Regions from separate parts of the Sus scrofa genome. Here regions 2, 3 and 4 are each linked to region 1. A link is a contact called in public HiChIP or PLAC-seq data. All regions are on one chromosome and are shown on one strand. Each heading gives the region's core, a stretch centred on a gene start, on an enhancer-like site or on the middle of the called end of the contact. The rest is flanking DNA. Distances are from core to core; before and after follow the strand shown. Region 1 overlaps CAMK1D (calcium/calmodulin dependent protein kinase ID). Region 2 holds the start of CDC123 (cell division cycle 123). Region 3 overlaps CDC123 (cell division cycle 123). Region 4 overlaps CDC123 (cell division cycle 123).

What was found. HiChIP or PLAC-seq counts read pairs in DNA pulled down with a chosen protein or histone mark.
Region 2: an H3K27ac HiChIP or PLAC-seq map of skeletal muscle shows a contact between it and region 1. The contact joins the promoter of CDC123 here to the enhancer-like site in region 1. A contact is called at or near these places in 1 of 5 promoter capture datasets (fetal skeletal muscle), 5 of 47 Hi-C or Micro-C datasets (embryonic fibroblasts, fetal skeletal muscle, heart right ventricle and 2 more) and 1 of 2 datasets of contacts at active chromatin or transcription factors (skeletal muscle).
Region 3: a contact with region 1 is called in an H3K27ac HiChIP or PLAC-seq map of skeletal muscle. The contact joins two enhancer-like sites. A contact is called at or near these places in 13 of 47 Hi-C or Micro-C datasets (embryonic fibroblasts, fetal skeletal muscle, heart right ventricle and 6 more) and 1 of 2 datasets of contacts at active chromatin or transcription factors (skeletal muscle).
Region 4: an H3K27ac HiChIP or PLAC-seq map of skeletal muscle shows a contact between it and region 1, with 6 times the contacts expected there. The contact joins two enhancer-like sites.

The regions. Positions count from the first base shown.
Region 1 is chr10:59,373,043-59,376,048 of Sscrofa11.1, forward strand. All of the region lies in intron 1 of CAMK1D (calcium/calmodulin dependent protein kinase ID), which reads right to left. Among named protein-coding and RNA genes, the nearest start is that of CAMK1D, 80 kb to the right of the region's middle. Within about 2 kb of position 1,404, at least 24 of the 83 cell types and tissues checked have an H3K27ac peak or open chromatin away from gene starts, as enhancers often do. A contact at or near this core is called in embryonic fibroblasts, fetal skeletal muscle, liver and 2 more, where this site is marked.
Region 2 is chr10:59,763,996-59,767,001 of Sscrofa11.1, forward strand. CDC123 (cell division cycle 123) reads right to left here and starts at 1,626. Exons shown (of 13, transcript NM_001243823.1): 1 at 1,259-1,626. The coding sequence starts at 1,332. It overlaps NUDT5 (ADP-sugar pyrophosphatase), which reads left to right and starts at 1,449. Exons shown (of 10, transcript XM_003482836.4): 1 at 1,449-1,862.
Region 3 is chr10:59,740,152-59,743,157 of Sscrofa11.1, forward strand. All of the region lies in intron 6 of CDC123 (cell division cycle 123), which reads right to left. Among named protein-coding and RNA genes, the nearest start is that of NUDT5, 24 kb to the right of the region's middle. Within about 2 kb of position 1,525, at least 10 of the 83 cell types and tissues checked have an H3K27ac peak or open chromatin away from gene starts, as enhancers often do. A contact at or near this core is called in embryonic fibroblasts, liver, retroperitoneal adipose tissue and 1 more, where this site is marked.
Region 4 is chr10:59,719,336-59,722,341 of Sscrofa11.1, forward strand. It overlaps CDC123 (cell division cycle 123), which reads right to left. Exons shown (of 13, transcript NM_001243823.1): 11 at 507-635; 12 at 23-160. Among named protein-coding and RNA genes, the nearest start is that of NUDT5, 45 kb to the right of the region's middle. Within about 2 kb of position 1,401, at least 2 of the 83 cell types and tissues checked have an H3K27ac peak or open chromatin away from gene starts, as enhancers often do. A contact at or near this core is called in skeletal muscle, where this site is marked.

The DNA of each region.
Region 1 (3,006 bases), core at 154-2,653:
GGCCGTTCTGAGTTTATGGTTTTATGATGTCCTGCTAATAAAAGATTATGATAACCCAGGGAGGGGCACCGGCTATGAGCAAATTCTCAGGAACGACACTATTCACAGATGGTGCTCATAGATGAATTGCTACTCACCCAGCTTTCCATTCTGAGTTTAAAGGGGAATCAAGGAAGCAATTGTGCCGCGTGGGATAAGGGGCTGGAAGAAGCGCGGCCACCTGGATTGCCCCCAACAATTACACAGGGTAAGCAGGGAGGGGAGGGTGGCAGAGCAGCTGATGTGCCCAGGCGGTGGCCACGGTCTGCCAGCCAACGGCGAAGGAGCGCAGGCCAGGCTGAGGTCATATACAGCCCGGCGGGGGCATTTTAGGTGACCGCCCTTTTCAGAGGAAAGGCATGGAGATTTTTTTTTTTTCTCCCCAAGCATCTCAGTCTCATGGCCAGACTTCACTGAGGTCACTTTGGACCCGTGCGTTCCAACCTGGCTTCCCCCCAAATCCACCAGGTTCTCAACAAATATTTTAAAAACCATCATGAAATACAACTTTCATAGACCCAACTGTAATAGATACCAAATGCAGAAAGCAGTAGAAACTGTCAGTGTGTTCACTTGTGTCCCCTGGACAGCACCTGTCATAAATCAAAGTTCTAAAATGGGACTTACACACTCATGCTGATAAAATATTACATTTCTCACCTGTGTGTAGATTGGGGCTCTATATGTATAAGAATTTACTTTTTTAAACTGTAACTGCAATGTATACATGTAAGGATAACCTGACCCCCTTGCTGTACAGTGGGAAAATAAAAAAAAAAAAGAATTTACTTTTTTAAAAAGGTTCTGCCACTAAAAAAAAAGAAGAAAACAGAAAAAAAGGGAAAAAGGCAACTAATGCACTAAATAATACAAAAGTGAATCACAAAGTTTCTTCCTTATTCTACCTGAGAAGACTGAACATATTATGAATATATTTTCAGATGCAAAGACCTGTCCTCAGAAAGTTATTCCTCAAGATGCTAACGAGGTTCTTCTTCCCGAATCTTTGGCATCTTTAGAATTTTTAAAAAGTTATGTTAAGACCAGGAAGAAGCCAAGAATGCAACAAGAGAGACAGGGAGGGGTGAGGAGACATGCTCATATGTACACATACACCCACATACATGTACACACACAGATAAACACGCAGCATGCATATACATATAAGTACACACCACACACACACACACACACACACACACACATACACACACATTTGGGAGTCATTCTCCTGAAGCCCCAGCTAAAGTCACACACACAGCACTAGGTCCCCAGGGTTGGAGTTGCTATTTCACTAGAGGCTGGGGGCAGCCAGCGCTCTGGAATACACTCTTGCAGGCAGAGAGCCTGGCAGAATGATTTCTCTCAGGGAAAAGCTGCCAAGAATGTGTGCAGGGTAAAGAAGCAGAAAGAAGAAGGGCCCCGGGTGGAGGGAGGCACAAGGCGGGGTGCCTCCAGCGAAGCACTCGCGAACTGAGTCAGGGCGATGTCTCATCTTGTGATGCAAAATCAGAAGGCAGCCACAGCCCCAGTGTGGACGGACGCTGGTTAACTCGGGAGCCTTAGGAAGAAGCAATGTCTACCGTGGGAACAAAGCCCGGCAGTTCAGAATCTCACAAGGGTGTGGAGTCAGCTGCACCATCTGGTCGTTTTGCCTCATTCCTCTTTTTTCTTGGTGTGTGGGGGGATGGGGTTTAGGGATGGGGCTGGTGGCAAACTAAGCTTCTGAAGGTCTCATGTGGTTTGATGATGAACAGACACAGAGCAGCTGGTCTTAACAAGACAGCCTCTCAGATGTCACGATGAACGCAGCAGGAGACTGCACTGCAGGTGGGGACGCGGGGTGGGGGTGGGGGGGTGGACCTCTTACTGTCAACGTCACTGTTTCTCCAAGTTGACTGCATGCAAGAGCCTTGGGAGGAGCATCACGGCACACGATCATTAACAGGACACTTGCATGAAACTCACAGACCTAGACTTCATCAAACATCGAGAGTTTCCAGCAGTGCTGGACTTGAGGCCAAGCAGGGGGGACAGGAAGATAAATAAATAAAACAGAGTCCCTGAAACCAAGTGGCTCCCTGGCCAGTAGGGGAAAACAGATGTGTATGTAAACATCAGGGTACGGCAGGACCAACCTCCTGCCCGGGAGCCGGACTCAGGCGACAGAAACACAGCCTGCCTCTGCTCCAAGGTCTCACTCTGCCCAGGCACTCGGCGGGACTGCAGCCCGGGGAGTTGACACGTGCTCCAGATGTTGGCAAGTTTGCCAGGCACAGAAAGACAAGGAAAAGAATTATCCAGAGAGGGAAGAGCATTAGTAAGGACACAGAAGAGTGAGGTGGACCGTGTTGGGACAGAGTGCTCAGGCAGATGGGTGTGACGAAGAAAAATCAATGAGGTAGACTGGGGCATGTGAGCGGAGGCTTGTTTGCCAAGTTCAACGAGTGGATTTTTTTTTTGGTCTTTTTGTATTTTTAGGGCCACACCTGTGGCATAGGGAGGTTCCCAGGCTAGGGGTCCAATCGGAGCTGTAGCCACCAGCTACACCACAGCCATAGCAGCGCTGTATCTGAGCCATGTCTGTAATCTACACCACAGCGCTTGGCAACACCACATCCTTAACCCACTGAGGGAGGCCAGGGATTGAACTCACGTCCTCGTGGATGCTAGTTGGGTTTGCTAATGGCTGAGCCATGACAGGAACGCCAACAGAATGGATTTTATGCTAAAGGAAACAGGACGTGGTATGCAAGTGTCCAACTCCAGCTCTGGAAGAAGTACAAGCAATGTTTTGTTTTGCAGGGATATTTAAATATAGCCCATGTTTTATAACAACTATAAATGGAGTATAACCCTTAAAAATTATGAATCACTATGTATACCTGAAACTTATATATTGTAAACCAACAATACCTCAATTTTACAAAAAAAGAGAGCAATGCCAAAACAAATACATTAATTACT
Region 2 (3,006 bases), core at 376-2,875, 390 kb after region 1:
GCAATTTCGCGTGAACTCAGTGTGAAAAGGTCTGACAGGTTCGCAAATATCCCTTCTGCCACACCAACACAAAATAAAGACTCAAGCATCACTCCAACCCGAAGCCTACTTCAATTATGCAAGATAAGGAAGGATTGGCACATCACAGAGGAAGGTAACTTCTGTGTTCGGAAGTAGCATCCGCTGCTGCTGTGGCAGCTCCTCCTTCTGTTCCTGTGTGGCTCCAATCATCTTCAAATGCAAAGCTTATCCTCCATGGAGCTGCTCTAACCTCCATCATACCCTGCATGACTGGAAGCAGATTCTATGTACAAATAACAGGATGGAAAAGCACCATCTTTTAAACAATTCTTATGCTCTCCCAAATTCTCAGGATCTCAAAAGTTTCCCTCTGTGTATTCACACTCTCTGCACTAAGAAGGAAAAGGAAGGGACGGGTAAAATCTAAATTAGTGGCAAGCTAGACCTAAAAGGAGAGTAGGCAAAATACAGAAAATCCTACCCACGGATATGCAGTTCTGTGATCTATCCGTCTAAGTGTGGGAAACCCTACCCTTGCATCCTGCTCCAGATGTTAGGGCTGCTTTTGGACATCTGGGGATACCCTCCCGCTGCCTTGCCTACATTACCTTGAATGACCGAGTGAAGGATGAGACAGTTAATCCTCCGCCCTGCAAACCGGGCATGGATACCTTGTGTGGGCCAAAGAACGAGAAAACAAATACTGTTCCACTCCTCTTCCAGATGGCTCCCATCCCTAAAGATACAGAGTATACCCTACTAAAGCTTCCCATATATACTATCATTTTGGGGCTTCATAATAGAATCGGAGGCTGGGTCTGTATCACTGTTCTCATTTCACGGGGCCCAAAAGCTATGAAGACCGCAGACGGGCTAGTCAGCGGCAAAGCCTAGACTACTTAGTTCGCAGATCACCTGCCTGCTCTAGCAATTCTAAAAGCAGCGATAATGAACTTCTGAGCCTAAACTAGCTTCACCCGCTCCTCAGCCCGCCTCTGACCTTCACGGAGCCACGACGTGCCCTTCCACCTTCCCAGAACACTCTCTGGCGCACAACTGGACGCACGGCAAGTACGGATCGATTTTATTCACCTCCCGACCCGAAAAGCCACTAGGAAATCGACATCTCGGCACTGGCGCTCCCATCCAGGCCTGCAGGTTTTGGTAGAGCTAGGATTCGCCTCAAACGTCGCAGTCCCCTTTCGCCCATCGCCTCGACGTAACCCTCCAGTCTCACCTCTTGATGGTAAGGCTTCGGAACAGTGGATACCACGCGGAGAACTGACAGTGCAGCACATGCTCCTTCTTCATTCTCCAGCCTCCGCCGCCGCCTCTCCCTCTCCTCCCAGAACCCTCCCGGAACCCTCGTCGCCTGTCCCGGAAGTGCCCGCCGAGCTGGTTTGGTCCAGGGACACTTCCGGTCTATTAGGCAAAGAGGAAGGAGCGAAAAGGAAGCGGAGAGAAAGCACCTTGGGGCGTCCTTTAAGTGTACACTCGTGCCCGCATAAACACGCGCGCGCGCGCGCACACATGCACACAGTTCTGGCCCCGGAAGAGGAATTCTGGAAGCGCCGAGACCGAGATTGTAAACAGTGGGCGGCTCCACTTCTCGTCCGGCCTCGCACTGCCCCGGAAGGTAATCATCTAAGGCTATAGGTCACCGGCGGGGGTGCTACGGGTGCCGCGAGGAACGAGCGCTCATCCTCTCTGCACCGCGAGACGCGGTTGTGGCTCCCCAGTAGCGCAGCATCTTCGGTGACGACTGCCTCGGACCCGTGCTTTCTGCGTTCCTCCCGGTTCCTAAAGGAGTACGCATCCCTTCGCCCCACGCCTGGGAGGAGGTAACTGGGCGCGAGCCCATCACGCGCAGTGTCTCTTTGGGGGGAAGGAGGGCGCACACCTGGAGCTTGCCTGCAGCCACGCGCGTCTCCCCGGCTGCGGACCCGGCTCGCGTCCCGCAAGGCGCGGAGGGAGAGCAGGTTAAGAGACAAACCAGGGGCTGGGCTGGGAGAGCTGGGCTACTCGGAGTACAGAAAACAGGATACATCACGGTGAAATGTTAGCTTGATTGCAGCGTTTGGGTATCTGCAAAGGGAGGGACGGCCCTCTTGGCCCTGGAGGGAAGGTTATGAGAGAGAGGAAAAAGATCTCGTCTTTACGGCTCTGGGGAGCTCGACTTTGGAGGTAGTGGAGGAGGTAAAAATTGGGAGCACAGAGGGGGAGAGGGGTGTCTCCTTTTGAGCGTTAAGTTCATTTATTCTAGCCTCGCAAAAGTAGCAGCGTGCAGAAACACGACCAGATTGTATCCGTATTCGTGCATGCTGGGTTCATAAGATTGTAAGAAATTCTAAGAGTTTTCCTCGTGGCTCAGTGGTTAACGAATCCGACTGGGAACCATGAGGCTGCGGTTCGATCCCTGGCCTCGCGCAGTGGGTTGGGGATCCGGCAGTTGCCTTGAGCTGTGGTGTAGGTCGCAGACGCGGCTCAAATCCCGCGTTGCTGTGGCTGTGGTGTAGGCCGGGAAGCTACAGCTCGGATTAGACCCCTAGCCTGGGAACCCCTCCGTATGTCGCGGGTGCGGCCCTAAAGGACGGGAAAAAAAAGGAAAAAGAATTCTAGTCGAATTTTTAATTTCATACGTTTCCCCCTCTTTTTCGGCCCTTATCACACTCTCGTCGGTTCTTCCTTACTCCTTTCATAATGGCGTATCCGATGGGGACGAGAAAGTAGGGTACTAAAAAAAGTCACATTTATTTCTGTAAATGAAGAGAGGAGAAATGACTAGATGTTGAAAAACGCCTTTTAAACCTAGTCTTGCTCCTTAGAGTTAGGCTGCTTTGGGCTTCTCCCAGGCACCTTTGCCTGCCGGAAGACGCACATTTTGGGTACGCACGTTCTTACTGGCCCATTCTAACCCGTTTTAAATTAGAAAGAGGTGAGAACCCCACTGTACTCAGGCCTCCTTAGAAAGGTATTCATTCGGAT
Region 3 (3,006 bases), core at 275-2,774, 370 kb after region 1:
AGCTGTGGTGTAGGTTGCAGATGCGGCTCGGATCCCGAGTTGCTGTGGCTCTGGCGTAGGCCGGTGGCTACAGCTCCGATTCGACCCCTAGCCTGGGAACCTCCATATGCCGCAGGAGCGGCCCAAGAAATAGCAACAACAACAACAACAACAACAAAATAAAAAAATAAAAAAATAAAGTGCCACCTTGTTCAGATATTTACTAGGGCACAATCCCCACTCACAAGCCTTCCTGAAAAGTTGGAAGGTACGGCATCATACCTCACCGTACCTAAGTATATAAGAAAAAAAAATTAAGTCATGGGCAGAAATAAAAAAGAAAAATGTTGCTCGTCAGGATCCAAAATAAGATTTCGGGTACAGAATCCATTTCTTTCGTTATCACCGGTGGCGGAAAAGGAAAGATAAGAAATGATACTGAGTCAAGGGTGACTGGGGGTGTTCATTTGAGTTTCTGCAGAATTCTTCAAGAAGAGATAAAATGTGCTATCCAAAATTATAATGATCTAACACAACATTGTAAATCAACGATACTTCAATTAAAAAAATAAAATAAATACAATAAAATTAAAACAATCTAAAGGGGGAAAATCATCATCTAAATAAATGACTCCATGGTTAACAAATCCAACTAGGAACCATGAGGTTGCGGGTTCGATCCCTGGCCTTGCTCAGTGGGTTGAAGATCTGGTGTTGCCGTGAGCTGTGGTGTAGGTCGCAGACACGGCTCGGATACAGCATTGCTGTGGCTCTGGTGTAGGCTGGAAGCTACAGCTCCAATTAGACCCCTAGCCTGGGACCCTCCATATGCCACGGGAGCAGCCCAACAAATGGCAAAAAGACAAAATAAATATATAAACAAATAAGCCTTTAAAAAAAAATCACAAGGTAGACGTTCTGTTAGGTCCAACTTAGGTACAAAATTTAACTCCCCAAACTGTTTGCTGCTGAATTTTAGGATTAATAGTTTTGTGATAATCTTAAAAAATGTATAAGAACTGTATAAAATGTAATAAAAAAATGTATAAAAATTATATTAATAGCTGAGCTTGGATTACTAAGACACGTGAACTTTCCTGACCTCTTGTAACTCTATTCCTTAGTCATAAGCCTCTCAGAGAAACAAGGAACAGATTCATTTTTTCACTCACTCAGCCCTTCTAAATGTCAAATGAATACCAGGTTTTTGGTTTTTTTTTCTGGTCCTGGGCTACTGAAGTGACACCTCATCGATAACATAATTAGTGAAAGCAGCCTGCTGATTCGGTAAGTCTAATCACAAAGAATGCTTATCTAGGCAAATAATTCATTCCAGCAAGTATTAATGCAGACAGATTATGCTAAGTGTGTCATATGTCAACTGCGACTTTTTAAAGCAATAACCATTTGACAACAGGAAAAACAAGAGTATTTACTACCCATGCCAGATGACAGCAGTAGCAGGCAGTCCTGGCCGACTCCCCTCTGGCTAGTCCCAGCCTCCTCCCTTGCCAACGGAAGGGTGGTTGCTCACATGAGGACACCTGGCCCTGAGCCTCAGCAATGCATGTGATGCATGTGTCCTTCTGAGCACACGGTCCTCCAGGCGTGAGCCTACACCCCAGCATCGGGATCACCTGGGAACTTGTAAGAAATTATATTCTTGGGCCTGACTCCCAGCCCAGCGAATCAGAAACCCTGGGGGTGGGGACTGGCAATCTGTGCTCTACCAAATTCTCTAGATGATTCCGGTGCAAGCTAAATTTGAGAGCCTCTGGTCTAAGCCAATCATGGCATTTCTATTCCATCTGCCAACTACTAGATTAGGCTAAGAACCTGTCTGTGTGACCTGAGCCTCTCTGCAAGTCTCCTGGGGAGCTTCCAGAAAGCTCTGCTTGCTCACATGCAGAGAACAATGAGTGGAAACAAATGAACCCCTTCTGTTTTTGATGCAGTTATTGTCACTTTCACGCAATATTTGTGACAGCAGTAGCCGCCTTACAACCGTCAGGTGACGAACTCAAATACCAAGGCAATAAACCAAGGATGACACAGGGAAAGACTGAAAGAGCCTGGTCCCTGGTGCCCTCGATGAGATGCTGAATTAACCCTAGAAATATCCTGTCTCTAGACTCCTTGTTAAATAATGTACTTTTTAAAAACCTGTGTAAATTCTTCTTAGTTAGCCCTCTGTTAACCTGTAATCCTAACGTCTTGTTTTCTTGCATTGAAGCAAGCTCTCAAGAGTATAATTTTATGTAATTTTCACAATGTTACATAATAATATATATTATTATATACTATAATATCCTATCTTTATTTCATTCCATAATATTTTACTTTGAAGTATTTAGGAAAGGAATTTACAACTTTATTAAGTGAAAATACAGAGAACGTTTAGAAGAATATTATTGAAGTTATATTCCGATTTTGGTTCTATTAGCTAGTTTATAGAAACAAATTACAGAACAGATCTAGGCATCAATTTTCTCTCTCTCTCTCTCTTTTTTTTTTTTTGTCTTTTCTAGGGCCGCATCCGCAGTACATGGAGGTTCCCAGGCTAGGGATCCAATCAGAGCTGTGTCTGCAACCTACACCACAGCTCACAGCAAGGCCGGATCGTTAACCCATCAAGCAAGGCCAGCGATCGAACCCACAACCTTATGGTTCCTAGTCGGATTCGTTAACTCTTGAGCCACGATGGGAACTCCTAGGCCTCAATTTTCTGACAGAAGAGTCAGATTACATCATTGACAGGATCCTGTCCAATTTAAAGAACTGTACTCTTTTCTTTGTTGGCCACCCCACAGGATATGGAGTTCCTAGGCCAGGGATCAGATCCGAGCCACAGCTGCAGCAACACTAGGTTCTTTTTTTTTTTTTTTTTTTTTGTCTTTGCTATTTCTTGGGCCGCTCCCGCGGCATATGGAGGCTCCCAAGCTAGGGGTTGAATCGGAGCTGTAGCCACCAGCCTACACCAGAGCCACAGCAACGCTGGATCCGAGCCGCGTCTGCAACCTACACCAC
Region 4 (3,006 bases), core at 151-2,650, 350 kb after region 1:
CCAGAGTGCACACAAGCTTTACCAGTTTCAGGAAATCGATGAGCTTGTGGGCGTCCTCCCCCGTTGAGAGGTCCACGAAGTCCTTGGGCAGCCGGTAGCTCAGGTAGGGACTCGGCTGCACTGTGACTTCGCTGTTGGTGCAGCGGAAGGTTGGAGCATCCTTGACCAAGGACAACAAAGGACAATCAGGGAAAAGGCCCCTTTTTAAGTCAGGGTCATGACTCTAACGAGCTCCCATCTGGGCAACATGCCCCGTCCCCGGGCAGCGCCCTGGGGCTGGGCCAGAAGACACGGATGCGTGAACTGAGCCAGGGTCCGAATCCTCCCACGTGGGCAAGACAGGGGGGCCAAGACAAAGAAAACTAACCAGAAAAAAAATCTATCATTTCTTTCAAGTTAAGTGAATGAAGCCACCGCACAGCTTTCTTGATGGCCACGGCCCGGTGTCCACGAGGACATCTGTGTGAGCGCCCACAGAACAATCGCGCACGTGTCCACCCATGTACCTGCTCCGGAGCTTCGCCTTCGCTCAAGTCACCTCTGACGCTTCTCCCAGATAACAGCTCCTCCCAAGTAAACAGCAGTGCATCTGTGACTTCACCAAATGGGTTAAAATCAATCAGCCACACCTTCCCCTGCAGTCCAGAGAGGAGCGCGTGTGAAATTAAACAAGGCCTGCAATCTGGCTGGTCAGAAAGATCATCTTATTCTACCCCAAGGCTGCAGATGCAGCTCCGATCCCGCACTGCTGTGGCTGTGGTGCAGGCTGGCGGCTACAGCTCCGATTCGACCCCTAGCCTGGGAACCTCCATATGCCGCGAGTGCGGCCCTAAAAAGCAAAAAAAAAAAAAAAACAAAAAAAACAAAAACATACATATATATATATATATATATATATATATATATATATATATATGGTGGCACTTATTTCAAAAGACAGTGCTTGCAGGCCCATCTGAGAAGGGGCCACCTGTCTCACACCGAGGAGGCACAGACCCAAAGGGAAGGCGCCCGTGAAGGCAGAGAAGAGACCTGGCAGAGACCCCAGCCAAGACAGACATGCCAACAGCTGCCTCCAGTCACGTGAGAATTCCACACCACAGTCCATGCAGGGAGAAGGGAAAGCTCCCAAGAGGGTCCCAGCCAAGCAGCAGGACGGGAGCGCTTTCAACGGTGTCTTCAACCACCTGTCATGAGGACGCCTACAGTTCTCACACCAGTCCTGATGCTGTTGAGGCTGCTGCAAAGGCTTGCTTTTTTAAAATGTAATCTTACTTTAAGTTTGATGGTCACACCCACAGCATATGGAAGTTCCTAGGCCAGGAGCTGAACCTGAGCAGCAGGCGCAATTATGCCACAGCTGCAGCGATGCCGGATCCTTTAACCCACTGCACCGGGCCAGGGACTGACACCGAGCCTCAGCGGCAACCAGGGCCTCCACCTCAGGCTCTTAACCCACTGCACCAGGGCACCACGGCAGGAATTCCACTTTTTAAAAAACATACAAAAGAAAATAAAATGCTCAGCCATCTTTAATTTCAATGTAACAACTGGTTTCCCTGCATCACAGAGCCTGATGGCACATGAAAGGGAAATGAAAAAAAAAAAAACCACATCAACCTTGAAAAGAAACAACCGCCCTCTCCTATCCTGGGAGTAGCGATGGGCAAGGTGATAGGTTCAGCCCCAGGGAAAAAACACCTCTGCCCTGGCTGGAGTTTAGAGACAGCGCGTCTGAGTACAAAGGGGCAGAGCGCTGCCATAAAGGAGCTGGGGACGCTGAAATCCTGCCAGGAAATTAAAGCCAACACATTTGATCACAGAGGTGTACGTGACATCTACTAGATAAATGTCTCTTCAAAGCGTTTCTCTTCCCAAGGATTTTTCTCAATGAGATATTCAGATAACTGTCCCATTGGGTTGTTGGTAGTTTTTTCTGTAAACATACAGCAATCATGTCTTGATCGGACATGCATGTGTAAAATTACAGATGCCTGAGGGACGAGACTGCCGAGCCAGCATGACGAGGATCTAGCACTGTTTTTGGTCTGGGCTGGAGGAAAATTGTAAGAAAGATGCAACCGCTTCTGAGGACACGCTTCAAAGTACAAACATCTGGGATGTGGCAAAGAACCGGTGGAGGAAGTTTCCACCACACACCATTTGGCTAAGTTTCGTGGTCCCTGCAGCCTCCAGGAGAGACCCCGCAATCCCTTCTTGGCACCTGAGATGTGCTCTCCAGCGTGGCACCTGCTGGGACCTTCCCGATGATGCGAGCTAAGGGTCAGCCATCAGTCTGCTCCTTGGTGTGAGGTCAGCTTTGCTCTCTGGGGTGACTACTCAGAGCGCTCTGACAGAAGGGGTGTTATTCCAACAATGTTGGTATTTTCTGACCTTTAAACCCTTCCTACTTGAGTTTTTATAATCTGGAAAACCATCTCATTTTTAAAAGAAAGAAAACTATCGCACTTGTTACATCAGACTATTTAGCTCTACCAACTAAAAATATGCCATATTATTGAAAAAAAACTGATAGGTGGCAGAATATGTCCTGTTGTTCAGACGCCACACTCCAGTTTAAAGAAAAACAAACTAGTTACGGCTGTAATCAGGCATAAAACTGTCAAGATGAGGATCTTATACCTGTAACAGGCTTTTCAGGTCACACTTCAGGACAAGACATCCTGAGAGATTCTGGTTTTAGGCAGCCCCTGAGAAACAGCAGTGGTCATGCTGACTGTTCTAATACCTGCTGACTGCCCCCTGACGCCCCCAGATCTATCTCTAGGCACCAAACACTGCCAGGTATCGGGACATGACATCAGTGACAGGGAATCTACTCACTGAAAGAGCTCAGCCCAGACCCGAACACCCCCCACACACCCACACCCCCCCTACCACACCAGATACACTACAAGGTGTTCACTACAGCTCAGTCTGTGGAAGACTAGAATGGGAGTTCCCATCGTGGTGCAGTGGTTAACGACTCCGACTAGGAACCAAGAG